Linked DNA regions of Mus musculus: regions 1, 2, 4 and 5 are each linked to region 3. A link is a contact called in public Hi-C and HiChIP or PLAC-seq data. All regions are on one chromosome and are shown on one strand. The core of a region is the stretch at or near the end of the contact, and the rest is flanking DNA. Distances in the headings are between cores, read along the strand shown.

Region 1 (5,040 bases), core at 1,282-3,781, 730 kb before region 3:
GTCTCCTAAGATCTGGGTCTACAGGCAGATAACTTCCCACTTGCCCAGATTATACAGAGGTTCTGGGGATCTGAACAGTCTAGTCCTCATATTTGGCTCAGTGAATATTTACCCCTCAGTGAGTTATCTACCGAGGGTGTCTCTTTATCTTTTCATCCAGTCATGTCTGAATTGTTACTTCTTCAAGGGAGTCTTGGCTGACATTGCTCTGTTTACCAAATTCACACTGTAAAGTACCACATACCTTTCTTTGCAAGTATTTTTTTTTCTAGTTATAGAATTAAGTCAATTTGGCAATTTAAAAATTAATGTATCTCCTTCACTAAATGGGGCAAACAATGAGTTCAGTCTCTTCTTTCCATATATGTTTACTACGCAAACACATGATGTGATAAGTCAACACTTGATAAATGAGAGGAGCTTGTTCCATATGTACATTTGGATATCAAAGAGAACTGCATCATCTCAGCAGCAATGCTAGGCCATGGTATATATTGTTGGGAGACCCAGCTGCATACCTATGAAACTGCTCAAAGAGATTCTGGGGCAGGAAGGTGAGGAGAGTGTACTTGGTTGTACAGATGCTGTTGCCTGGGTACCTCCTGCAGACCTTCTTCCAGTCCTGGTGACACATGCTGTTGTTGGGGTATACGACCCGCTGCTCTGCTGTGTTGTGGCTCTGTCTGTCTGTCTCTGGAGAAAGCAGTGGTGTGGTTTCTGATGGAGATTGGGAGAAGCCATCTTGGGTTCGCCATTTCCATCGGAGCCAAGAAAAGTCAAGAGAGCAAGTCATTTCTGGGATCAGGTGACAATAGTCTGCAAACACACAGGAAGTTGCTGTGATCAGGAGAGCTGAGTGGAATGTGAACACAAGAAGTCACTATGGTAAGGAGGATAATACAACATGGCATCTCTTCTTTTGTACATGTAGAGTTCAATCTTAGAAAAATAGAAAAAGTTCCTGCGATGCATCTGTTTTAAGGTCAGATACATTAAGTAAACAATAAAAAAAAATTATACAACTACCACAAGGATCAGCATTGTGAAAGCAAGTGATGGTGTCAGTGTGGCAGTTGTTGATGACATGGTTGATGATGTCATGGAAAAGCCAAATTGTGGTCTGCAAAGATGGGATGCTAGGAGGCTAAATTTGGCTCATTCTTAACAGTAAACGTTCTCCATTCACCTTGTTCATCTTCAACATAAAAAGAAGAAAGAGGGGCTAGAGAGATGGCTTAGTGCTTAAGAGTGCAGTTCTTACAGAGAACCCAGGTGAGTTCAGTTCCCAGCCATCAGATGGCTGCCAATTACATGCAAATCCAGTTTCAGGGGATCTGATAGTCTCTTCTGGGCTCTGTAGGTACTAGGTATACACATCATATACATACATACATATATACATTCAAGCATGTACATATAGACACATGATATAAAAATAAAGAAACCTTTAAAATAATGAATTGGCTTTTAAAAAATGAAGAAAGCTATTTTTACCATCCTTTGCTCATGTGGTTAATTTAAATTTTTAATGTATATGTATAGATATGTATTTTACCAGCATATTTGTCTGTGTACCATTTATGTGTCTGGTGCCTGAAGAGGCCAGAAGAGGTTATTGGATGTCCTGGAACTAAACTTACAGACAGTTGTTAGTCACTATGTGAGTGTGAGGATTGAACCTAGGTCCTCTGGAAGAATAATCATATTCCTAATACTATCCATGTAGGAACAAATTTGAGAGGAACAAATTGGGAAGTACATAAAATTGTGTTGACATATTTTAAGACAAAATGAGAAATGTTTATATTTTAAATACTTTTTAATTGAATTTTTAAAAAAATTAGTTAACATATGGCTGGACGGTGGTGGTAGACACTTTTAGTTCTAGCACTTGAGAGAGAGAGGCAGGAGGATCTCTGTGAGTTCAAAGCCAGCCTGATTTAAAGAGAGAGTTCAAAGATAACCAAGCCTACACAGAGAAATCCTGTCTTGAAAAACCAAGAACCAAAAATTAAATTAAATTAAGTTAAAAAGTTAGCATACTATGTAATGGGTTTTATTATAACATTTTTATCCATATATGTCAACATGCTTTGTTTTAATTGCTCCACCCACTCTCTCTCTGCATGCCCTATGTACTTCCCCCTTCTGGTCCACTCCTTCTCCCTCCAGAGTTGCCTCCTTCAATTTCCATGTCACATGGATTCCATTACCAAGAGTTCTTTAGTCTTTAGGATTTCTTTGGCTATGAACATTTTAACCTTACAAAATTTCAGAGCAGGACATCAAATGGATGGGTCTGGGGACATAGCTTGTAGGCAGAGTACAAAAAGCAAGAGGCATTGGGTTCCACCAAACATAAACCTATTCCTTAGTTAAGGTTTTACTGCGGTGAACAGACACCATGGCCAAGGCAAATATTATAAAGGACAACATTTAATTGGGGCTGGCTTACAGGTTTAGAGGTTCAGTTCATTATCACCAAGGCAGGAGAATGACAGCATCCAGGCAGGCCTGGTGCAGGAGGAGCTGAGAGTTCTACATCTTCATCTGAAGGGTGTTAGGAGAATACTGGCTTCCAGGCAGCTAGGATGGGGTTTTTAAGCCCACATCCACACTGACATACCTACTCCTACAAGGCTACACCTACTCAAACAGGGCTACACCCTCTAACAGTGCCACTCCCTGGGCTGAGCATATACAAACCATCACAACCTGGTATAGAGGGCATTCGTCCATAATCCCAGCACTCAGGAGACAGGCAGGAGGACTAGCAGTTCAATGTCATTATCAACTATACAACAATTTGAATGGCAGCCTAGTAGGTTTTATAGGTTCTCTCTCTCTGCGTCTCTGTGTCTCTGTGTCTCTCTCCTTTTTCTTTCTATCTTTCTGTTTGTTGTTGCTGTTGCTGGTATTTCAATGAGAATGGAAAGTGGAACAGCGCAGAAAGATACTTTTCAAGGACACCTGGACATGCAGTGACTAGGCTGTGGTGACCACTGCTTGTATCATAAATGTAAGCTGGTCTTTTCTATCATCTTTGTCTTGGGGATTATAATTCCATTTGGTATATCTCACACCTGAGTGCCTGGCCAAGAAGATATTCTTCCTAGATGGCTGATTTGATTGTTACTATATTTGGATTAAGACATGTCTAGGGTAGCAGTTCTCAACCTGTGGGCTGTAACTCCTTTGTCAAACCTCTGATTCCAAAAATATTAACATTATGATTTATAACAGAAGCAAGGTTATAGCTATAAAGTAGCAATGAAACAAACAATTTGTGCTCCATAATATAGGAGTTGTATTAAATAAATGCAGCATTCAGAAGACTGGGAAGCACTGTTCTGAGGGATGCCTGGGCACCGATGGCTCCGGCTCCGGCTTGATGCATTTGCACTGTGACAGTATTATTGTGGGGTGGTGAAAAGTAGGAGGCCAAGCCTCTTTGCAGATAACGTAAGTCTCTGGGCTGTGACTTGTTTTGGCCTCAGCCTGTGTAATCTTCTCTTTTTGCTTCCTATCCATCAGAATAGGAAGAAGAGAGGCTGGGGCCCAGCTCTAGTGGTTTTAGAACCTGAAGGAGGATGTATGGAGTCTGTGAAAGACTTGGACGGAGAAGAGCAGTTCATACACTCTGGCACGGAGACAGCTCAGTTTACCTCTATTCCCATATCTATTTTTTTTCCACAGCTGAAAAGTTTTATATTAATTTTTTTATGAACAACCTCTTTTAAGGACCTCCTACATTTGCAAATAATGTGCACACTGTACTTTTCCCTTCCTTCTCTTCCTCAATCCCTGCTTTTTTCTGGTAACCCATAATCCACTTGGCCTCAGCAATCAGTTAATATTTAACCCAGAACACAGGTACATAGCCAAGTGTCTGTAGTTGGCAGCAATTGCAGTTACAGTATAAAGAAGTGATAGGCTACATATCCAGGAAATTCGGACTTATTTATTGGTACCTACTGTCTCCCCACATCCTGATCAGGAGATCTAGTTCCTTTAATGCCAAGGGCTCCCAGCAAATTAGTAACCTGAGACAGTTCCTCTCTCTTGTTTTAGCATCTCTGAGTGTTCTCATTTATTCTTGGAACCAATGATCCAGCAAGACCTTTCTCAATTTTTGATAATCACCTAACTGTTGTTTGGAACAGTTGCGTGGGCAAATTGTTGTCCGAGCCAAGTTCCTATCGGGAGAGAACATCTGGCCATCAGCTGACATACCCAGACAAGCTCTGGTGTTGACTCAACCAAATCATCCTTATTAACAAGCAAAGGAGTTAATAAGGATCTCTTCTGCTCCCACAATCCTCAGAGATGAACAAGAGTGAATCATGGCTGGAGCTTTCTTTTTCTGATTCTAGGGAAACGTCTGTCACAGACAAAGTGTCAGTAAAAACTGCCAATAGCAGAGCCAAAAATCTGCAAACACAAGGCAAAAGTGAACCAAGAAATCCCTCTGGAAAGGCCAGGAGATTCTGGCCTCACAGGTTCTTGCCTTGAGGGGACCCAGCTCTTCAGGCCTTAACTTTGCTTGACATTTATAGGCCCTTTCTGGAAGAGGCTTGGCCACTGTCAGAACTTTTACACAGTGCTCCCTCCACCACAAAGTTCTGCCCAAGCACATGGAGTTTGGTGGTTTGAATGTGAACAGCCCCCATGGGCAAATATTTTAGAATACAGTCTCTGGTTGGTAGAATTATTTAATGACTATCTCCCTGCTGACAAGCTCCTGGCCATGGTGATCATGGGCTCTAATGCTCTGGGAACTGGAGCCCCAAATTAAATGCTTCTTTTGTAAGTGGCCTTGGTCATGCATGGCAATAGGACCGGAGCCAAACAACCTTGGACTGAACTCCATGAGCCAAAAAGAGGCTGCTTTGCAGAAGTTGTTTTTGTTGGGTATTTTGGTCCCAGTCACTCAAAGGTGACCAGCAATTGTAGAGTATGGTGCTTAGCATCAGATTTCCCTGCTGCCAGGCTCGTTAACAGAATCCACAACTAAACCCTCAAAGTTCCTCCACACCAATT
Region 2 (5,519 bases), core at 2,446-4,945, 820 kb after region 3:
CCTGTGCCCTCATTTCCAGAACTGTGAAAATGTTAGATTATTTGCAAAGGGAAATTAATGTTTCAAAAGGAATGAAGATTCCTAATCATCAAAACTAAAATGAAGAGGTTACTGGAAAGCATGAATGAGTTGTAAATCACTATGTGAGCCTCAAATTAGCACCATATTCTATCTAGGTTATTTGACTACCTGGATTAATTAAACCCTTTGAAATAGGACTAGTGTGTTTTACAAAGACATGTCCATTCTCTCTCTGTCTCTCTCTGTCTCTCTCTCTGTCTCTCTCTGTCTCTCTCTCTCTGTCTCTGTCTCTCTCTCTCACATACACACACACACACACACACACACACACACACACACACACACACACACATAAACAAATATACACAGTGGGCAGGGTGGGTGGAAGAGTGATTATGAAAATAAAGGTAAAGTGACATATTCATAAGGAATCCTGGTCTGATTTAATCACTGGCTTTTAATGATGCATAAATGAACATAAAACAAGGTGATCAGGCTTGCCCTAGGAAGGAGAAAGAAAGAAAGAAAGAAAGAAAGAAAGAAAGAAAGAAAGAAAGAAAGAAAGAAAGAAAGGAAGAAAGAAAGAGAAAAAGAAAAAGAAAAAGAAAAAGAAAAAGAAAAAGAAAAAGAAAAGAAAGAAAACAAACAAACAAAAACCCTTTTGCAAAGGGGAATAAGTTCACTAATCCTTTGTCATCTTACTCTTATACCCAGAAAAGTTTTAAACAGACTTTGAGTTACAGATACTTTGAGTATAATAAATTTGTAGTTTTCTTTTAATCATGGTCTTTTCAAGTAACTCACATTGGGCCTGAACTATAGACTCTAGATTCTTCCTTACCCTCTGCAGCTAGCTAAATTCATGTTCTTTAATCATTTAAGGTTTCAAAAATTTATTACAGCCCAAGTAGAAACTTAATACACTCAGGAAAGTTTTAAATAATTAGGTATTAGGTCAGATCAACTGTATTAAACCCCAAAAATGCAAGAGATCCAGGTACATGATGTGGAAGGCTCTAGGGTGCTTGCATGTGTAGGATCTGTCACCCTGTAATCTTCATAAGACAGGAAACTCTTAATGGACTCAAAACAAACTCATCTAATCAGTGTCTACACCAACTCTAGGACATTTTCCTCACCATTGTAGGAGGGATTTGATTTCCTGGTGCATCAAAGGGGTCATTGTTGACACTTTTTTTTTTTTTTTTTTACAACAAGGTAGCTCAACAAGAGAAAATAAAGCAAATATATTTAATATCTACCTTTTTTCTGTTACAAAAATATTCAGAGTTGTAAGTCTGAAGATCTGAGGGAAAGCTTAAATTTTGTACTTAGATTCAAGAAATAATGGAAATCACACTGAAATATGATGTTAAAGAAATGGAATGGTATAGAACGGAATGGGATAGGATAAGATAAAAATAGATTCTAGTAGAATGGAACCAGAATGAGTGGAAAACCCTGAATGCTGGGGATCAGCCAATATCCAACTACAGTGCAGGTCTTCCAGAGACCAGGAAGATGAGAGATAAACTAACATTCCTAGATACTAGAGCTTGTTTGATTAAAGATTTGCATAGAGGAGGAATTCTGATTTCATCACTGCATGAGATGACAAGCATGGTCAGAAGACAGGAAGTCTGACAAAAGTCAGAGGAAGACATTGTGTACTTAACTTGTGCTTCTGAGAGGTTCCGCACAACTCTAATTGAAAATTTCCAGCACCCCAGTGGCATACATTAAGGTACTGTGTTCTGAGCCCCAATAGCATGCACACCGAGTGTTAACACAGGTAATTTCACTGATGACTGTCTATAGTACAGCATAAAGTAATACAATTATTTTCAAATTTTATAGGGAGAAGGTATTATTATTATTATTAATCTTTTTTTTTATAATCAAGTCATTATCTCCCTCTGGTCTTCCCTCCAACATTTCCTCATCCCATTCCTCCTCCTTGTCTCCAGGAGAATATTTTCACCACCCCCCACCCACCCAGCCAGACCTCCAGAGCATGCATTCTGTAGTAAAAAAACTTCATATTTATTCCCTTATCCTTCCTTCCTTTCTTCCTTTTTCCTTCCTTCCTTCCTTCTTTCCCTTGCTACATCCATTTTTCTTTCTCTTCTCTTTCCAATCACTTTTCAATTTCTCTTGTTTCATTAATGTATCATTCCTTTTCTTCCTTTTATCTTTCAATCTTTCTCTTTCATCCTTCCCTCATGTTTCATGCAGGAGTTATGGTTTTGTCATGCGGATAATGTTTTGAGTCTAAGTTAACTATTACTGAACCAAAAGATCATTCCAATCAATGCATACTAATATGATAAAGAAACATAACTAAAGCCCTAAATTTTAATTTAAATTCAGTGTTATACTATCAGAGGAATATTTAAGCTTACGTTTAAGCTCCTTAGTAATTCAATATCTCTTTTGGGAAGTTTACCCTGTAATTTTAGTCAGGAAATTCTTTCTTACATCAAACTAAAATTCCCTTTATTATAACTCAGCATTGATTAAAATCTACCCTAATCTCTGTGAATGGAAGCCTCCTATACTAGAAGTATGCTCTGATTATGTACTGTTTTCTCAAGTTTGAGTTTGGAGAGATCAGTGAGAGTGACATTATGAAATATAAAAGAGATAAATATGGTTATAAATTTCATTCTCTTACCCACCCCATGCCCTAGAAGCACCTTCATGAATCACGATATTCCTATATTTATCTAGCATTTTCTTGAATGCTTTTTCATAGTGTTCATAACAACAGGTCAGTGAAAGGTTTGATACATAGGATTATTTATTCTTATTCATTCCATCATAATATTGATTATTACAACATAATACTTGATCCTTACAACAGACTAAGGAGCAAGATGTCATTACTCTCATCTCTGGGATGAGAACACTACCATCTATGGGTGCAGTTGCCTCTTTCTCTGTTGAAACTCTTGTCTAGTATTTCATGGTTCCAGGAATCATGCTGTTAAAACACTGCTGCCTGTAGAGGGGTGGCCTAATTTCTTGGCCATGGAAGTAACAGGAAACCACACATTAAAGGACTTTCCCTTGAGATTTCTTAGGAAGAACCCCAGTAGACCAGATGGATCACTTGGCTCTTTCTCAAGGAGCCAAATGTTCATAATCTTGCTTCATTCTAACTCTGTGAAGTATATTTATAGAATATAGCACTGCTCTAGAAATTTGCCATTACAGGTCATAGTGAAATGGCTTGCGGGACCTGCAGTATGAAAATGAATATTTGGATATCAAACCAATAACCATTCAGACAGAGTTCTAATTATTTGCTCATGGTAAGTAAAGAATTTCCAATCATGCAAAGGGACTTTATTTATGCAGCACTTTCCAGTTGAATAGCACTGCTTTTTCTGAGTGATCCTTTCAGTGGGATGATGTATTATACAAGTTGCTGCTATTTTATTGTTCCATGTAAAGGTGATTGAAAAGTTTCTCCTGTGACATTATTACCTAGCATAGGCCTCAAAGACTGCTTGTTAGCCAATTGGCAAGTCCCTTCATCCCCCATGACGGAGACATCTGAAAGGCAGTTCTTTCAGGAAGTGTCAGGAACGATATTTGGTCTTACTTACAGCCAGTAGGCGTCATAAGTCACACCCCTGACCGTGTTCAGGCGTATGTGACAGTATCTGATAAGACAGAAAGATTCAGTCAGTCCAACACGCTGCTGACTTTGAAGATGACCACAGACAGAGAGAACAGAAGCTAAAGATCACTGCCAGTTACACAATAATTAATTCAAAGCAGTTTTGTCACAGGGACAGAGATTAAATTCACCAATGCCAAGTTTTTTTTTTTTTTTTTTTTTTTTTTTTCAGGAATCAGATCTACTGGTTTGTGAAACTGAGCAAGGCACTAAACATGCCTGTATCTCAATTTCTGCCTCCCTAAAACTGGAGGGGTTTTAATTATTAGGGTTATTACATACACTATTTAACATATATATTATTATGTCATTTACATATTATATTAAATATACTTTATGTTAAATAATTCAAAGGAATCAAAGCACTTTGAATACTCTTTGGAGAAGAATGGAAATTCAAAACACTCTTCTCTTGAAGTACAACTTCAGATTAGGATTTTTATAATCCAATTAGATATATTTGTGACTTAAATTTCAAGCCCAGGGCACTGAACATTCACTAGGGTTCTAAGAGAGTCCATATTCTTATTTATTTTAAAGTATACAGTACTAAAATGAAATTTCAGTCACTCCTTTTTGTTTTAAGGAATTCATTTATTTTTAATATTTGTCTCATAGTTGGTAAGTGCATGTGAGTGCAGGTGCCTGCCCAGGCCAGAGTCCTAGGTTCTCTAGAACTGAAATTATAGAGGGTTGTGGGATGCAAGATCTACATGCTGGGAATCAAACTCAGGTTTTCTATAAGAACAGTAAGAGATTTTAACCTCTGAATCACCTCTCCAGAAAGGCCCCTACATGTCTATATTTTTCTTTAATATTTAGTAGACATAGATAGGGTCTTGAATATTATAATTGAGCATAGTCATAATTTTATATTCTATACCAATTACTTTGTAAATCCTAAGCATGGCATATACTCAACTCCTGAGAAACAATCTGAAACCTTTTATTAATAAATCTATGAATCCTATAAATTTATGTGAAACGGGTACAGAATGAAAGGGTACCACAAAAGGAAGTGTAAGGAGGTGGCAGTTTTTACATTTTACTTTGTTTGATTTATGTGTATGCCCATGTGCACATGAGAACCAGTGGAGGCAAAAAGAGGGAGTTGAAGTTACAGATAGTTGTGGACCACAGGATAGGAATGTTCAGATCCAAATTCCTGTCCCTTGTAAGATTAGCAATGGTTCTCAAGTGCTGTGCCATCTCTCTAGCTTGCTGCACATGGGCCTTCAATAAGCAAAGTGATAGTAAGATAAATGTTTACATGTATACCATCCAAAAGATCTTGGAAAGACAAGAGGAAGGACATGGAATGGCAATATTGTAGATGCTCACCATTTTAACTGATGGGAAGTCAATAAGGATCAAAGCTGTAGACTGATGGGAATGCATGGCACTGATAGAAACAAACAATAAAATTACAAACAGAGGAAGGTTGTCATTCTGGTATCTAAACATTGAGAATCTTATTTTTGCAGAATTAGTGTCCATCACCTCCCAGAATATAGTGTCCTCCCTAGCCTATGACTCTGTTACCCACAGGATAATGAGGGTTTTACTGATGGCATTAAAGGAAGGATTTGAAGTGCTGGGTTATGGCTGAATGACCAGGTGGGTCCAATTTGTTAGGAAAGCAGCATGTCAAATTCAAAACAGGAAGTGGTGATGGGGCGGAGATTGGGAAGAGGAGAGGCTGTGATGTAAAGATTTGTGCAACCTCCCAAATCTAGAAACCCAAGCACTCCATCAGAGCTTGTTTGAGGAGAGTAGGCCTATTAAACTCCTTGTCTGTAGGTTTTTACAGCTT
Region 3 (4,871 bases), core at 2,232-4,731:
AGCCAAGTACCTGGGATTGTAGAGGTACCCAGGTTAGGACACAACTTCAACATATTCAAGTCATCCAATGTTATCTTTCTTCTGTGTTTGTGTATCATACAATAAAAATATTCCCAGTTATTAGATTATAAACTTTCTGTTATTAAACCACTGCTAAGTTAGTTGATGATCCCCCCAGAGTCTCTGAAAAATGCTCAGAATCTTATGATGCCTTTAGATTGTTATTGCCCAGCATCTGTAACTGATATGCTAGATGCCACTTTGAATTCTGGGAATATGAGAACTTCTGTTAAATTTAGGTGAGAGCCAGGCTAAATCCTAATACTTCAAATTTCTTGAGTTAATTAGTATGCCCTAAATTTTATGTCCCAATGGCTGGCTTAGAAGTGTTTGTATAAAAGCTTACACATTTCATCTCTGTCTTTAATTATTTGTCCAGTCTCAAGACAGGAAGACAGGAGGATGTCATAGAACAATATGAAATGGGCTGTGTGCTATCAGATCTGAAAGGACTGCTGGAATATTAAGGCTCACTTGATCTAGATACACTGCCAAGAAGAAAAGAGGAGAGGAGAGGAGAGAGGGAGGGAAACAGGGAGGAATGGAGGGAGGGAGGGAGGGAAGGAGGGAGAGAAGAAGGGAAGGGAACAGCGAAGGAGGGAGAGGAAAAGAGAGGGAAAGGGAGAGGGAGAGAGAGAATTTACAGGAGAAATGTCCCTGAGTTAACTGGGGGAATCTGGGACACTTGTCCTTGTCATGTTATGTCCACAGTGCTCCAACGTGGGCAGCAGGGGGCGCTCCTGCATGAAGCATACCCCCCCAAAAGTGCTTCCCTGTTGGAGAACACAGGTTCTTCTCACACCCCTCTCTCTCTTCTTATCCTTTGTCCAAAGACTGAGTGTTGCTGACAATAAGTTGTGTGTGCTTGGTACACATAATGATTAGTGTTGCAGGAGCAGTAAGAAAGTACACTTGGTATTAATCTTGCCTTTTTGGATAAAGACTGGCCAGTTTTTTATTTGATTTCAGTGGATTAGCAGAAGGGGTTAAAGGAGATGGAAGGTGGTGGGAGGGGCAGAGATGTCAAATGTCATTAAGTACTAGGAATCAATTTCCTAAAGCAACAAGTGGGCATCAACACCCCAGAACTAATTACTTAGTCACTCTGTGAGAGTTTAGTTTGTATGATAGACTTCCTGGTAGGTTTTTGTTTGGTTGTTTTATTTATTCATTTATTTATTTAGTCACATTTAAATGCTCCTTTTACCATGACTAAGCCCCAAACACAGAACTGTAACTCGACAAACTGAGGCTTTCAGGAAGCTGTGAGAGCCATCACTTCTGCAGGGGGCCTTCCAGCATATTGCTGCCTGTACAAGTGAATGTGTGAGATACTTTACTCACTCTGTATTGGATCCAAATTGGGAAAAGTGCAAAAAACCAGCAGTTGTTTTGTAATTACACATGCCATGAATTCCAGAGCAATATACTATTCTCCTGTCCCCACATTATACACATATTCAAACATACTCCACCCCCCCCAGCAACTGCACAGCCCCCACACAGTCCCCATTATAGAGACGTATCTATGAGCATTAATACTCACCATATTGACCTCAGAAACCATATCAATGCTGGCAATATCAATGTTCATTCCTACGGCCACAGGGGGACCTGCAAACCAAGATGGTCAGCCATGTGACTTCTCAGAACTTAGTCATTCATACGAAGAGTTGTCACTGGGAACTCTAAAGAAACCCCCTCTGTAGAGCTAATCCATATATTCATTACTTTCCCATATCTTTGCAGTATGAATGTGGGGATACTCTTCTAGGAATATGCACACATGTGCTGGTCAGACAATGTTGCCAGCTCTGTCTACACATGTTGATGTCTCAGCATGTGAATTCCTACAACTCACAGAGCCCTAGGGATTCGTGTAGATTGCATTGAAACCCCCTCTTTTTTTCCCCACCCACTTCTGTGTGTAGGTTTTAACTCTTTAATTCCATTAAGAGTCTGAGCAAAATTAAATGGCCACACTAGCATATCTGGGGCTCCAGGGAGAGATGCCCCTTTTTCCTCTGCTATCTTTATTCTCAATTCCCCAGAACCCCTTCTCCCCTATGCCATTCGCATATAGGGCTGGGTGGAATCCCGACATGAGCCACTTTAAACCATGGCCAGAACTCTTCTAAAGTAGATGGGCACAGAGAGTTGAAGCCACCTCTCAGCCAACCGCCTGCACACTGTGTCCTCAAAAATACTCACATTATAAGACATCCCCGGCTGGGCACACTGTTAACTAAACTTAAGAGGTTTGTATCTCAAGAAACCTCAGACTGGGAACAAAGATGTATCACGGTGAAGGAGAACGAGAGCGGTTACAAAGTCTGGTCACACTCTAAGGGGGTCTTCTTGAAAGACCTCTCAAGTGCTGGACAGAAACTGGCTTAAGTTTGGATCTGTTTCTCAGCAAGGTAAAATAGGAAAACATTCTATACATCACATGCGCCCACAACTAAGGAGAGGAAAGAGAGTGCACACAAAGCCCAAAAGACAGCTTGGGCTGGAGCTGGGCTGTTTCTTATTTGCAAGGCAATCCCATTACCTCCAAAATCTGGTCTCAGACGAATGTCATAGCCTTTCAACAGTCTGTCCACCGTCTCTTTAACCAGCGACATATTACTAGGGTCATTGACACTAAAGAAAAAAATGACAATAACCAGGAATGAATAAAGAAGACAGCACGGCATCTTCAACAGCCCTGCTCACAGAGAGGTATGCAGACAGAGCCCTGACAAGTGAGAAAGGAAAGGGACACTTACCTCTGAGCACAGACAGCGGCGATTATTAAGGGAAATGACCAAATCCCAAAGTAGCCCCTTTTCCGGACTCTCCACATCCCTTTAGGTTCTGGTGGGATTGAGGGATTCACTGAAGAGAGGAGATCCAACTTAGTCTGCCCAGTGCAGTAATTCTAATGTGGAGCGCATGCGCACGGCGTACCAAAACATCAAAGGGGCAGCGGCGGCTGCCGGGGACCGAGATTTCCTTGTTTAAAAAAATTAAAGGGGAAAAAGGAAAAGAAGCATATATATGTGTAATATGTACATGTTTGAATAATATTAAACTACTACCCCAGAAATGCATCCAGAGTAAAATCTTCGTTGGTTTTTTTTCTTTCTTTCTTTAAGACAAAAGCAACCAGAGCGTCTGGTAAGTTTCTGTTCTAGGAGGTAGTTGCACCTCACGACGTGGTGGGATTTTAGAGAGAGGGAGAGAGAGAGAGAGAGAGAGAGTGTGTGTGTGTGTCCCCTTAAATATTAAAAAGAAAAATAGGAGTAGGGTGTAGGGAGGAAGATTGGTTCCTGAAACCCTTCTCCTCCCGGTCTAAGCCAGTTGAAAGGGGCAAGGAGTTGAACTTTATTTCCTTAAGAATAGCAATCCCCTGCCTGGGACAAGCGGAGGAGGTGGGGGTGGGGTGGGAGCGCTAGGGGTGGGGAGGGGAGCAGTGGGAACCAGAGTCCGAGGAGGAGAAAAAAAACCAATGGGAGGAGTGCTGAGCAAACGTTGGATTTTGAGCGAGGGGGGGTGGGGGTGGGGAGTGGACTGTGAATATGAAAGAATCGGAATGGCTTTGAGAAGAAAGGGGAAGGATACAGGAATCCAAAGATGCTCGTTTTTCCTGGGAGTCAAGGGGCGAGCTTTTTCTTCACTACTCACGAGTGATTTCTTTCTCTTCCTCCTGCTCCCCCTTTGCCCCCTGTTCCCTGGGAAGAAAACCTCGGGGTCCTGGTTTCTGGCGCTGTGACGCTCCTGACCCGCTAGTCCAGCTATTTATAGCAGGAGGGGGAGGGGGCGAGGGGAGCAGTCAGGCAAAGGCTTCTCTGGGTTTGGGTCTGACTCTGCACTAGGAAATTATAAGTGGTCAGGATGAGGTGTGTGTGTGTGACTGAAGAACAAAAGAAGTGGGGGCGTGAGGGACAGAGGGTGACAGGCGTTCCAGCACAGGTGCGGGGCCAAAAGGCATCCAGTGCGAGGGCGGGTTGCGGGGTGGGATGCGCTCCTCTGGCCCCCCACGCCTCGCGGACGCACGCGCACCGCGCGCGCGCGCGCGCGCACACACACACACACACACACACACACACACACACACACACACACAGACACACACGAGACACGTGCATTCACAGTCCTTGCCACCCACCACTCCTTACCTCACCAGCAGGAGCTCGCCGCCCACTACTGTGGCCCAACGGAGCTGCACCACTGCCGCTCTGCTCTGGACAGTTGAAGCTGCACCTCTGCGTCCAAACCCAGTGGTTCACAGAAGACAGGCACAATGAAGGAACCCCGAGACCGTTTGAGCCACCAAATCACCTATCTACACACCACAATTTTCCCTCATCCCTTTCCTAGCCCAAGGGGACCCAAGGCTGCCCCCTTCCCTCCAGCTCCAGGCTCAACACGGACACCAGATCCAGACTCATTTCATAGGAAAAATCATTTCCTCTGCTTGGGGCTCGCTGGAGGAGGGGAGGAGTTGCGGGGGGGGGGGGGGGAAGAGGATGCCGAGAGCACCGGGACTGGGATGCCCTAGAGTCGTGTTCCTCGTTTTATCCTGAAGACAGGGAGGGAGTACAGCAGGTGCATCAACTACCCTGGCACTCTTTGATGAAGAGGTAGAAAGGCAGAACTCAACACTGGGTCCTGGACCCCAGTATCCAACCTAAATCTACTACTGAGCCTTGTCATTTACCGAGAGTCCCTACCATGTGCAGAAAGCCGCGCTTAAAGCAATATTAGCTCAAAGTTGACTCCTTAGTGACCCCATTTTACGGGTTTAGAAACTAGCACATCGATCGGAG
Region 4 (5,524 bases), core at 2,916-5,415, 680 kb before region 3:
TCCAAATCACAAGCACCCAGTGTTTCAGTTCCTGGCTGTTGTTTCTAGTCAGCTGCTTCTTCTATGATTACCTGGCTTGGTGGATAGGAGATTGTGGTAGGTAGCCAGTGAGTGGGATGGGGGAAGGACATGGACTGAAAGGTTGGTATCTGACGGCCACACTGAGAGATGCTCTGATCTTGAGCAGACAATGTATTGTCTCCAGGCCTCAGTTTCTTTGTGTGGTTGCTGGAAGGCTGAGTCACTCTGGCAAAGTCTTAGGATAAAAAGCATTTGGCACCAGGCAGGTTCTCAGCAAGAGCTAGCTGATTCGGTTATTGCTATCGTCATCATTATTATGCTTTGGGAGCGCATGATGGACACCAGCTGATTCTATTTTATATGCCTGCGTTCTAGAAAAGACTTTACTTAAAAAAAAAAAAGGTTTTCTGCTAAAAATAAATATGAAAAACCACTGGGTACCTTCATTTTCACATCAAGAGCTTTTAAGACTAAATGACATCCAAAATTAAAGCTAGATTTCCTTTATTCTGAAATATGAATCAAAATTGGCGTGGGATGAGGGAGGGGGATCCGTGTTTGCAGTCTCAGCCAGGGATGCAGAGCTGAAGAGTGTTCTTCAGGTTCCCTCGCTTGTTTCCTTCATTGTCGTTCATGCAATCTCCAGCCTTCCACATTCACACTCACCATCTGTCAGTAGAGGTTGTTAAAAACACCCATCCAGCACAAACGGGTCAATATCCTGTATCCCACCTGCACAGCTTCGTTAGTGGAAGGGTTTTAGCACGGTGTCAGAAACACTTATTGAAGACTGTGGAATACTGAACTTAGAGACAATACACTGCCTGGGTTCATATCAGCTATGTCAATTGCAGTCTTTGTGATCTTGGCCAGCGATTAAAGGTATATTTTAAGGGGGGGGGGGAGAGAGAGAGAGAGAGAGAGAGAGAGAGAGAGAGAGAGAGAGAGAGAGAGAGAGAGAGAGAGATATGAATGAGAATGTTATTCACTCAGATTCGCATTAAAATAGAAAGTAGCAACGTTAGGACCAGAAGTCATGACCAAAGGTTGCAAAGTGGCTGCTCCTAGGCTGCACCCAATTTACAGATGGACTTGAACTTTCAGACTTCAAGACAGTGTGAAAGCAATATTTGATTTAGCTGTCTCAATATGAAGAAATTAGGAGATTTTACCTGAAACTCGAGAATTACCTCTTGTTTCCTCATTAATAGAATAGGGCAATTGTAACTTTTAGTTACTGTCTACTGGTGCCGAGTGAGGAACAACTCTGAATAAAGCTCAGGCATTTAATGCAGTGCCTCAGACACAGAATAGTCGTTCTTGGGTGCTGTCCTTGGTGATGTTCAAGCCGGACACAGGCTTTGTCCCCACACTAGTCAGCTCTTCCCCAGGCTGTCCTCACTCCTCTGCATTTAGAAACATACTTTTCAGTCTTATACTAAACAGTCTCATTTAGAGGGGAGCTTGTACAAAGGGGTCAAATATAAGTAGAGAAATTGCTTGGCCCTAGTGTGGGTGATGCATTTTCTAGCAGTTTGAAATCAATGCATTGAAATAATGCTCAGTGCCACCAGATGGTGTTGCTCAATTTCCCAATATTTGTATGTCTAGTTTCTTAATCTAAGCTGTTAGCATTTCTAGGGTGAGTCTGGCACCCCAGCCATCTGAACATTCTCACTATGCTTGCTGAAGTGATTAAGACCGTTAGGAAGGTGTGCCCTGGGGTGGGGAGAAAGAGAGACAGAGAGACATATACACACAGAAAGAGAGAGAGAGAGAGAGAGAGAGAGAGAGAGAGAGAGAGAGAGAGAAGAAGAAGAAGAAGAAGAAGAAGAAGAAGAAGAAGAAGAAGAAGAAGAAGAAGAGGAAGAGGAAGGAGGAGAAGGAGGAGGGAGGGAGGGAGGAGAGAGAGAGAGGAGATCAGATGTCCAAGGTCACACAGCAAAAGATATTTTAACTTAAGGTTCTATATAGTTATGACGACTTGGCTGCTTATAGCGCAGTCTTGTTTTCTGATGGGATTATTTTGGCTGGTACCATACTTGGGTGGGAAACATGGCTGCTGAGGGTCAAAAAATTTGACTAGAAATTACAATATTTGCTCCTCACCAGATCTGGCATCCCTGAGTCTGATTCCCACACAGTGGTAAGTGGCAGTACTGAGTAAACTTTCCTGTGATCAAGGGGATGCAGTAATCTTCTAGGCTCCCAACAATTCCACTGGGATAAGCCCCATCATGGTCTTCAACTACTGCCACGAGTTCTCCACCAGTACTTGTCTAATCTTCCCTGTGCCATTATGCTGGACCGTTATGCAGACAGAAGGCTTCTAAACAGCCTGGAGTGTGTTCGCTTGTGTTTCCTGGAGTGTGCTTCACTTCTTAACTCTCTGTGGCTGTGAAAGGAACCTTATTTTGGAAAGGAACTTTGAAAATGTAATCAAGTTAAGATGAAGGATTGAGGTAGACTCTAACCCAGTGTAATGTGCCTTTATAAAAAGAGCAGAGCAATGTTTTTCAACCTGTAAGTCATGACCCCTTTGAGTGCTGAATAACCCTTTCACAGGGGTAGGCGCCGGGCAGTGGTGGCGCATGCCTTTAATCCCAGCACTTGGGAGGCAGAAGCAGGCAGATTTCTTGAGTTCGAGGCCAGCCTGGTCTACAAAGTGAGTTCCAGGACAGCCGGAGCTATACAGAGAAACCCTGTCTCAAAAACAACAACAACAACAACAACAAACCCCCAAACCCAAACAACAACAACAACAACAACAACAAAACCGTTAGAAAACATAGATATTTACACTACGACTCATAACCCTAGCAAACTTGTAGTTATGAAGTAGCAATGAAAACAATTTTGTGGTTGGGTGTCATGACAACGTGGGGAACTATTGAAGGGTCACAGCATTAGGAAAGTTGAGCACTACTGGAATAGATGGTCATAGGAAGAGAAGGGACATGGCCATGAGAAGGCAGAGACAAACATGAGAGTGATGCTTGGTACCCCAGCAAAAGGCATCTACCTCAGCACAGCTGGAAGAGCAAGGAGCCTAGTCCCATTGACACCTTGATTTCCGATTTCTAGCCTACGTAGCCCAAGAGAATCTATTTCTGTTAATACATCTCATTTGTGCTGCTTTATTATATAAATGCTACAAAATGAACACATAGCCCTCCTATTCATCCTTTCCAGTTGTTTCCGTACCTTCATTTATCTTGTGTATGTGTGCACATGTGTGCATGTGTTTGAATCTGAAAGTCTGAGTTCAACTTCAAGTATCTTACTTAATAAACCCATATCTCGTTTTAGAAGAGAGTATCTTTAACTTTTATGGAGCTTGTTGATTATTCTAGGCTGACTAGTCAGCTAGAGAGCTCCAGGGGTCTACTTGTCTCCATCTCAGCAGCATTAGGATTCCAAAAATACACCACCACACCCAGCTTTTTAACATGGTTCTGGGGTTTGAACTCAGGTCCTCTTGCTTGCATGGCTAAGCCTTCTTCCAAGTTATGATCTTCCCTTCTTTCCTCCTCTCTCGTTCATCTTCCAGCACATTTCTACAGCCTGTGTGTTGTCTCCAGACTGCCATTCCTCCAGGCACAAAAGGGTAGACAGCCTGGTTCAGAACTTGCTAAGTAAGGAGGGAACAAAGGGAAAGCTATCTGCAGGTGTTGAGTGGCTTACAGCTGGATGGCTCAGCCACCATGCTGCCGGAAACAGCTGCAAGGGTCTGACATATGTAGTGTGGATCTTGGCAATATCATCTTCGGAAGCTGTGAGAACAACAAGCTTGCTTAGGACTTCATATGAATTGGCCCAGACACCTACTCTCCCTTCCCAGCCTCTTGAAATTGACTTTTGCAGCTTCTTAGCATTCAGCAGCAGCCCTCACTGGTGAAGCTTAGACAGACTGTATGTTCCCTACAAAGCAGGGTACTGACAGCTTTTTTCTTTTCCTTTCCTCATTGCTTAATCTGTCCACTTCCTGATACTAATGGATTTTTAAATGAGCCTAGGACAATTGATAGCATTTCCCAATTAAAACCAAATACCCTTCATCCACCCTTCACACAGTCGCTCAGTACAAAGAAAAAGCGCTGGCAGTATAGCACAAACCAAGAGCTCTCTGATTCTCTTGCCTCCTGCCTCTGCTGCCTGCAGAGAGGGGGTGCCCCGCCCAACGACCTGGCTTCTGCAAAAGTGCTCTGCAAAGTAGGAGAACCATCTAGATAATCATCCCAAGTGACTCAGCCTGAATTTTCTAAGCAGCATCAGGACCAGAATCATACGTAGGACTTTCCCTATCCTTTCTCAAGCTTGAGATTTCATAGCCAGGGAGCTTACATGCTTCTCCCAGGATTATAGGAGAATATTCGTTAGCCATGTTAATTGATAGAATATTTGAAGTTAGCAGGGTTGATGGATTTCCCATTAAATGATCTCTGCCAAGTGAGTGCCTACTCTGGCCTTGGCCCTGCATTTGGCCCCTTGTATAAATAATCTCTAACTCTTACTACATCATGTGCTTTACAGATGCCTAGACAGATACCCTCAGAAGTTGAATGATTTATCTTGACACCATGCACTGAGTTAGGTAGAATGAACCCAAATCTGGGTTACTTTGGTGCTTCTTGGACTGCATATGAAAGAGTAGCCATATTTCGGGACTGTGTTCAAGGCTACTTTACTTACTTGGAAGGTTGACATATGGAAGGTGCAAGATTCATGTTAGAGAAGTAACACATGGCGGTTTTAGATCTATGATTGATTTCAGTCTTCTTAGACCTCAGTGTCCTCCTAGAGGACAATCAAGAATGCTCTGAGGAAATGCTCCTAGCAGCAAGAAGCAACTGGGGTTAGTTTCTTCTCTCTGTATAATCAAGCTGTCATTTCAATACTATGCTCCTAAACTCTGTTTCTACAAGTCTTCCCTTAGCCTTATTTTAATAATTCTTCATTACCATTTACTAGATAAAGCCTACTGTTGGCACAATTAGCCCTCCAATACAGAGAAGGACCTTTGTATGTATGTATGCATGTGTGTATGTATGCATATGTATGTATGTATGTATGTATGTATATGTGTTTAGTGCAAAGGTTGACTGTGAAGTATGTCCTTCCTTCCTTTCTTCCTTCCTTCCTTCCTTCCTTCCTTTCTTACTTCCTTCCCCCCTCTCTTTTTCTCTCTCATATCTTTTATAAATCAAACTATCTCCATTACTTTATGAGTTGAATCTGGGGTTCACAGATTTATCTAGATTAGCTGGCCAGCAAGGCCCAAGGATCTGCCTGCCTCCTCTTCCCTGTGGCTAGGATTATGGTTACATGCAGCCATACTACCTAGGAGTTTTACATGAGTGCTAGGGAACCAAACTCAGGTCCTTCTGCTTGTGTGGTAAGAACTTGCGGAATGACCCATATACCCAGCCCTCTTGCATAAATATATCTAGAATATAGTGAGGAGCCATTCAAATGTTAGAAGACAGTTTGTGGCAAAGTCATG
Region 5 (5,342 bases), core at 1,030-3,529, 800 kb before region 3:
AAAGAAAGAAAGAAAGAAAGAAAGAAAGAAAGAAAAAAAGAAAGAGAGAAAGAGAGGAAGAAAGAGAGAACAGTTGGGGAGGTAGAGCAGTCAGTAAAGTGCTTGCCATGTAAGCTTGAAGACCTGGTTGTAAGCTCAGTTCTGTGGAGACTCTAGAGACTGCAGGATTCCTGGGGCTTGCTGGCCATTCAGTGCCGCTCCAGGTTTAGTGAGAGACCATGGCTCAAAAAATAAGGTGGGAGTTAATGAAGAAAACACACGTGCGCGCGCGCGCACACACACACACACACACACACACACACACACACACTCACACACACACATTCACACACACACAGACACACACAGAGACACACAAAGACACACACACACACACAGACACACACACACACACACACACACAGACACACACACACTCACACACACACACAGACACACACACACACACACACACACACACTGAAAGAGGTCGAAAGCAATTCAGTTACTGCAAACATCTGGAGCAGGCATCATTTCTCACCTTCTTAGCGATGCACAGGGTTCGAAGGCCATCTCTTGCATACAAGTCCAGATGTTTTTGGGTCCTGGCTCGGATTCTCTTCAGCTTCTTTTCCACATCAATATTACTCTCTGTCAAATAGTTGTTTCTCATGAAGCCATAGGCAAATGCTCAGGGAGTTTCACCGTCAACTCCCTGGAGTCTTTCCAGTTAACTACATCAGCCATAAAAGAGGAGTCCCCTTTCTAGCCCTCCCTAGGAACATGGAAGAGGTCTTTTGATGACAGACTGCCTTGGAAAATGATAATTCTATGAGTCCTCACAGTGTTTGCTTCTTAGAGCTTTTCTTCAAAAGCCTGGCTGGAAAAAGTGCTACTTAAGGAAGGGAGGTAATCTAAGAAATTGTTCAACTAAACCTGCTTACAAGACAACTGCCTAGAAAGTTAATGCAACGCTATTGTTAGGTGGAGGGTTGGGGGCTAGGAATTTCAGTCTTGATACTCAAGGTATATTTTCAGTAGCCAGCCTTGCTTGGAGAGCCACCCAACTTTGCAAACTATTCTCTGAAACTTAGACAACCCATCATCCGCCCTGTCATCTACTTTAGCTCTTGTCAAGCTCAGTTCCAAGACAGCTGCAAACCTGGATCTCATTAGTGGACTTCTTTAGCGCATTGGGTTTGCTGACTTAGGCTTTCTTTCAAGACGAAGGATGGTGTTAGAAAAAAATAGCTTTTGCATTTCCTGTAACTTTAGTGTGAAAAATACCTCACTCCCTTGTTCAAAAATCCCTGTGTTGGGGCTGGTGAGATGGCTCAGTGGGTAAGAGCACCCGACTGCTCTTCCAAAGGTCAGGAGTTCAAATCCCAGCAACCACATGGTGGCTCACAACCATCCGTAACAAGATCTGACTCCCTCTTCTGGAGTGTCTGAAGACAGCTACAGTGTACTTACATATAATAAATAAATAAATCTTAAAAAAAAAAATCCCTGTGTTAAAGTTCCACATAGCTTATTTCTTTTCAAGATCATTTATTTTTTTTCTATTAGACAATAAAAATAGTTCAGGACTGGGCTGGTGGGAAGGCACAGGACCGGATCCTGCCCTTTGTTCATCTAAGCTGTGGTAGGCATCAGTCATCTATAAATCTGTAAGTCTGAGCAATGAAGCCTTTAGAATCCCTTACTAGTGCTGGGCAGAGGTTTTAGAGAGATCCTCAGGAGTGAAGAGAATTTGAACGCCACACCCATTCCTTCATACAATGCCAAGCTAAAAATATAGTTTCTAATACTGGTCTCACTAAGTACAAGGAAGTCCAATAAGTATATCTTTATACAATATAAACATCTTTTCAGATATTACTTCCTCATTGATCAAATGACCTAAGTCCAGGCTTTATGTAATCAATGCCTAATTGAACACTGCAATATCTTATCTTCAAAATCATCCCTTTTGAAGCTCACCCTTGTGAGCCCTTGGGTTTTCCCACACCAGGTTTTCAGGAACCCCAGAGTCAAACTGGATGATCAAACATCACAAATACACTAAACCTGATCTTATTTCTTCCTTCCCTTTCAAAGCATTGTCTCTTTCTTAAGGCAGTGACACTGCTATTGTGGTTTTTATTCGCAGCATCTCCAATCCATTTCTGCAATCAGGTGAAGAAGGAATAAACAAACATCTCCAGGGCAACGTGGCTCTTGCCCAGAGTGCTGTGGCTTCCTCAGCTCAGAAGCACTCATCTGCCAGAGTCTGGGGATGAAGAGAACTAATTAGCTCCCTTCTCATTCTAAACACTAATCAGTCCCCATGAACCTCTTGGCTGCGATCCACAGCTGATAAGGCTGGAGGCTCTGGGCTGCCTGGGCAATTCTGAAGCTTGGCTGGGAGCCACTATCCTGGGAGAATCATACCCCTATCACTGTCTTCTCCTTGTTAGCAATCAGAATGCGGCTGCACACCAATTCATGCTTCTCTAAAATTGGACACTGATACATAGGGACTTTGGAGCTTTTTTTTTTTTTTTTTTTTTTTTTTTGGCCCCATGCAAGTTTATGAAAAATCCATCTTGGTGGGGGTGGGCACTGGGGAAAATGATAATAAAGAGGGACACTTGAGGGACCACAGTGTGCTCTAGGATGTGACTAATGGATGTTTTGGTAGAAAGAAGCCTGGATATGGGTATGGCTAATGAATATTTTAATGAGTGTAGAAACCTGGAAACTGGAAAATGTGAAGGTAAAATAGCTTCTCTTATAAAAGACTCTACAGAGTCTTGAATGCATTAATGAACACCCCACTTCCATAAGTCAAGGTGGTGGAAAATTCAGTGTGTTCTAAGGATCTTGTTTTGAGACTATCTCATGGGCTTGGGTCCATTGCAATGTTAGAGTAAGTGACTTTTAACTTGGGTTCCTTGTCACCATTACACATTGCCCCTAGGACTATAGCCCTTGTGTTCCCGGGCCCCATGGTGGGAACTCACCACAGGCTGGATCTTCCAGCAGGTCCATGATGACTGAGTCAGCACCCTTGGTGTAGACGATTATTTCATCAGTCAGTGGGTGCCTCACCACTACTGACATTCTCTTCCGGACAGAGTCAAAGCCCAGCGTGAAAAGGAGGTCAAAGGTGAGGCAGATGCCCTGGGGCAGACGCACAGTCACCTGCTCAGGTGTCCTAGACACTAGTGTGAAACTGTAGGCACGGGCAGCATGCACTAGGGCTGCTTCATCAGGGCTTTCAGCCTCGTAGCACAGCTCTGGTTCATCTTGGCTGAGAGTTGGTGCCTCCAGCCCCTCCTCCAGAGAAGTGCCTGATTCAGACCCCAGGATGTCACCCTGCTCCCATGTGCTGCTCCGGTAGCCACCGTCAGTGGAACAGTCACCGCTACACACGGACGTGTCATCTTTCTCATCGGAGTCTATGGTGGGCAAGTTGGGTCCCAGACTCTCTCCTAGATCTGTGTCAGAGGGGGCCGTGGATGAGAATGATTGACTGAGACTCAAAAGCTTCAGCCTTTGGAAGAGCTGTTGAATCTTCTCCAAGGATGTCCCTAGAGCCTTGTTGGCTGGTGGAGTGGTAACCTGTGGTTGAGTAAAGAAAGTGCAACATCACTCTAAGCATGTGAGCTGTCTTATGCAGAATAAGAAGTCATTTTGCAATCAGAGCATTATTTGGGTCTTCTGTGGTCATAGACCTGTAGCATGGTCATAGAAAGACCCTGTGTTCTGTGGATCTCAGCCTACCCACCTGTACAAAGAAGGTGTTAGCTCAGATGTTTCCTTCTGTACCTGACCTTCTAGGTGTATAGTTTCCAAACATCCCACTCTGGTCATGGTGGAAAGAAACATAGGGGTGAAAATGAGACTCTCTACAGTACTCTTTCTCTCAGTTCAGTGCATGGTAAGCTGCTTTCTCTCTGTGTGAATCATCACATTCATTTTTTTCCCTGAAAATCTATGGGTATGGAAGCCAGGCACCCAGATGTTGAATAGATTTGCCATGATACCTCAGTGTTTTGGTAATAGAGTTGGGATTCAGTTCTGAGTTTGGGTCCAGCAATTAGCTTGGAGCTATGAGCTAGTGCCAGCCTTCTCATTAACTTGAAAACTGAAGTTGGATGCTAGCTTTCCCAAAATAGTACTTCTCAAAAATAGTTGCTTGTTCAGTTAATGCTTTCTGTCTCCTATATATCACGGAAAGTGTGTGATCATGAGGTGATTTTTCTGGGTGGTTTGAAATCTTGGCATAATGAGAGGAAGTTATAGTCTAGTGAATCCTGTTTTTTTGGTTTTATAGCCACAAGTTGCTCCAAATCATTATTTTTTTTAAAACTTTTTATTGGTTCTTTGTGGGTCCCACCTCATGCAACCTAATCCTACTCGTTTTCCCCTTTCCTCATATCCATCCTCCACCCTTGCATGCTCCTCCACAACAGAGAAAACAAAATCCCATTGTGAAAAGTATAGTGTGTCACAGTGTGTCTCACACTGTACTATCTTGTCCACACTACTTTGCTTGGAAATGCTCATTGCAATGACTTGGTTTGGAATAAAGCCTCTGGTTTCTGCTACTCTGTCAATACCGGAACCTCACTTGGACTCCTCTTGGATAGCCTGTTGTTGTCCTGTTCCATGGAGATCCTGTAGTTTCAGATTTGTAGGACTGGCCCCTTCATGCACTCTATCAGTTCATTAATGGAGATGATGAGGCAGGCCAATTCAAAGCCCTGGATCTGGGCCATGAATGGGACTTGGCTGGCTCTACCACCCTTGTCATCCAGGGTTCAGCTCTCCTGACTACCATAGATGGTGAGGGAAGTAGGGCATCTCTCCCTCATCCGTGCCGTCACCCAGAAGACAAGAGGCAGGGACGGCTCTCCCACACACACACCCTTGAATCTGGCTCACCCTCAACTGCCACACCAGGGCCAGCTCTACTGAGATGTTCAAGTGAGGAACAGGATCAGCTCTTCTGTTTTCAAGACCCCATTGGGGTCAACTCTCCTGTTCAACACCAGTGTTAAAGGTAAAAGGGAGGGGAGAAGACCTCTCCCTCTCTGACACCACTGAATAGCAGAGGAGAGGTAGGGCTGGCTCTCCTACACTCAAGTCCTTGGGACTGACTCACCTGTAACCCCCACACTCAGGGCCAGTTCTACTGTGCTACCCAGGTGAGGTGCAGAGCCTGTTCTCCCAAGTGCTGCAGCTGGTGAGGGCTAGGGTTAGATTTCCCACTCTGATGACCAGGTCTTCTGTCTGCCATAGATGGCAAGGGGCAAGAGGGTTCATCTCTCCCTCTCCATGTTACTGCACAGCAGACAAAAATAGCAGGGCCAGCT

The links. Hi-C and Micro-C count contacts between places; a contact is called where the count stands out from the background. HiChIP or PLAC-seq counts read pairs in DNA pulled down with a chosen protein or histone mark.
Region 1: an H3K27ac HiChIP or PLAC-seq map of VIP interneurons shows a contact between it and region 3, with 5 times the contacts expected there. The contact joins the promoter of Atp10b here to the promoter of Gabrb2 in region 3. A contact is called at or near these places in 3 of 39 promoter capture datasets (the C10 cell line, hippocampal neurons and stem cell-derived epiblast-like cells), 3 of 484 Hi-C or Micro-C datasets (cerebellar granule neurons, cerebellum and cerebral cortex) and 1 of 115 datasets of contacts at active chromatin or transcription factors (VIP interneurons).
Region 2: a Hi-C map of cerebellar granule neurons shows a contact between it and region 3, with 4 times the contacts expected there. The contact joins the enhancer-like site here to the promoter of Gabrb2 in region 3. A contact is called at or near these places in 3 of 39 promoter capture datasets (liver and pre-B cells), 3 of 484 Hi-C or Micro-C datasets (cerebellar granule neurons and cerebellum) and 1 of 9 other capture datasets (embryonic stem cells).
Region 4: a Hi-C map of cerebral cortex shows a contact between it and region 3, with 5 times the contacts expected there. The contact joins the enhancer-like site here to the promoter of Gabrb2 in region 3. A contact is called at or near these places in 4 of 39 promoter capture datasets (embryonic stem cells, hippocampal neurons and stem cell-derived epiblast-like cells), 2 of 484 Hi-C or Micro-C datasets (brain and cerebral cortex) and 4 of 115 datasets of contacts at active chromatin or transcription factors (VIP interneurons, embryonic forebrain, forebrain and 1 more).
Region 5: a contact with region 3 is called in an H3K27ac HiChIP or PLAC-seq map of SST interneurons, with 4 times the contacts expected there. The contact joins the enhancer-like site here to the promoter of Gabrb2 in region 3. A contact is called at or near these places in 4 of 39 promoter capture datasets (the C10 cell line, the SN4741 cell line, hippocampal neurons and 1 more), 2 of 115 datasets of contacts at active chromatin or transcription factors (SST interneurons and forebrain) and 1 of 9 other capture datasets (embryonic stem cells).

What each region holds. Positions count from the first base shown.
Region 1 is chr11:43,147,368-43,152,407 of GRCm38.p6, reverse strand. It overlaps Atp10b (ATPase, class V, type 10B), which reads right to left and starts at 2,531. Exons shown (of 23, transcript NM_176999.3): 1 at 2,456-2,531; 2 at 519-816. The coding sequence starts at 793.
Region 2 is chr11:41,596,762-41,602,280 of GRCm38.p6, reverse strand. No RefSeq gene overlaps it. Among named protein-coding and RNA genes, the nearest start is that of A230004M16Rik, 110 kb to the left of the region's middle. Within about 2 kb of position 3,695, at least 6 of the 459 cell types and tissues checked have an H3K27ac peak or open chromatin away from gene starts, as enhancers often do. A contact at or near this core is called in cerebellar granule neurons and cerebellum, where this site is marked.
Region 3 is chr11:42,419,384-42,424,254 of GRCm38.p6, reverse strand. Gabrb2 (gamma-aminobutyric acid (GABA) A receptor, subunit beta 2) reads right to left here and starts at 3,481. Exons shown (of 9, transcript NM_001362647.2): 1 at 2,829-3,481; 2 at 2,612-2,703; 3 at 1,607-1,674. The coding sequence starts at 2,905. It overlaps Gm34591 (a long non-coding RNA gene), which reads left to right and starts at 3,040. Exons shown (of 3, transcript XR_388590.4): 1 at 3,040-3,219.
Region 4 is chr11:43,097,627-43,103,150 of GRCm38.p6, reverse strand. It overlaps a transcript of Atp10b not described here. Among named protein-coding and RNA genes, the nearest start is that of Atp10b, 49 kb to the left of the region's middle. Within about 2 kb of position 4,165, at least 18 of the 459 cell types and tissues checked have an H3K27ac peak or open chromatin away from gene starts, as enhancers often do. A contact at or near this core is called in VIP interneurons, brain, cerebral cortex and 1 more, where this site is marked.
Region 5 is chr11:43,214,193-43,219,534 of GRCm38.p6, reverse strand. Atp10b (ATPase, class V, type 10B) reads right to left here. Exons shown (of 23, transcript NM_176999.3): 12 at 2,985-3,585; 13 at 521-630. All of the region lies in intron 2 of Gm12146 (a long non-coding RNA gene), which reads left to right. Among named protein-coding and RNA genes, the nearest start is that of Gm12146, 7.6 kb to the left of the region's middle. Within about 2 kb of position 2,279, at least 42 of the 459 cell types and tissues checked have an H3K27ac peak or open chromatin away from gene starts, as enhancers often do. A contact at or near this core is called in SST interneurons, where this site is marked.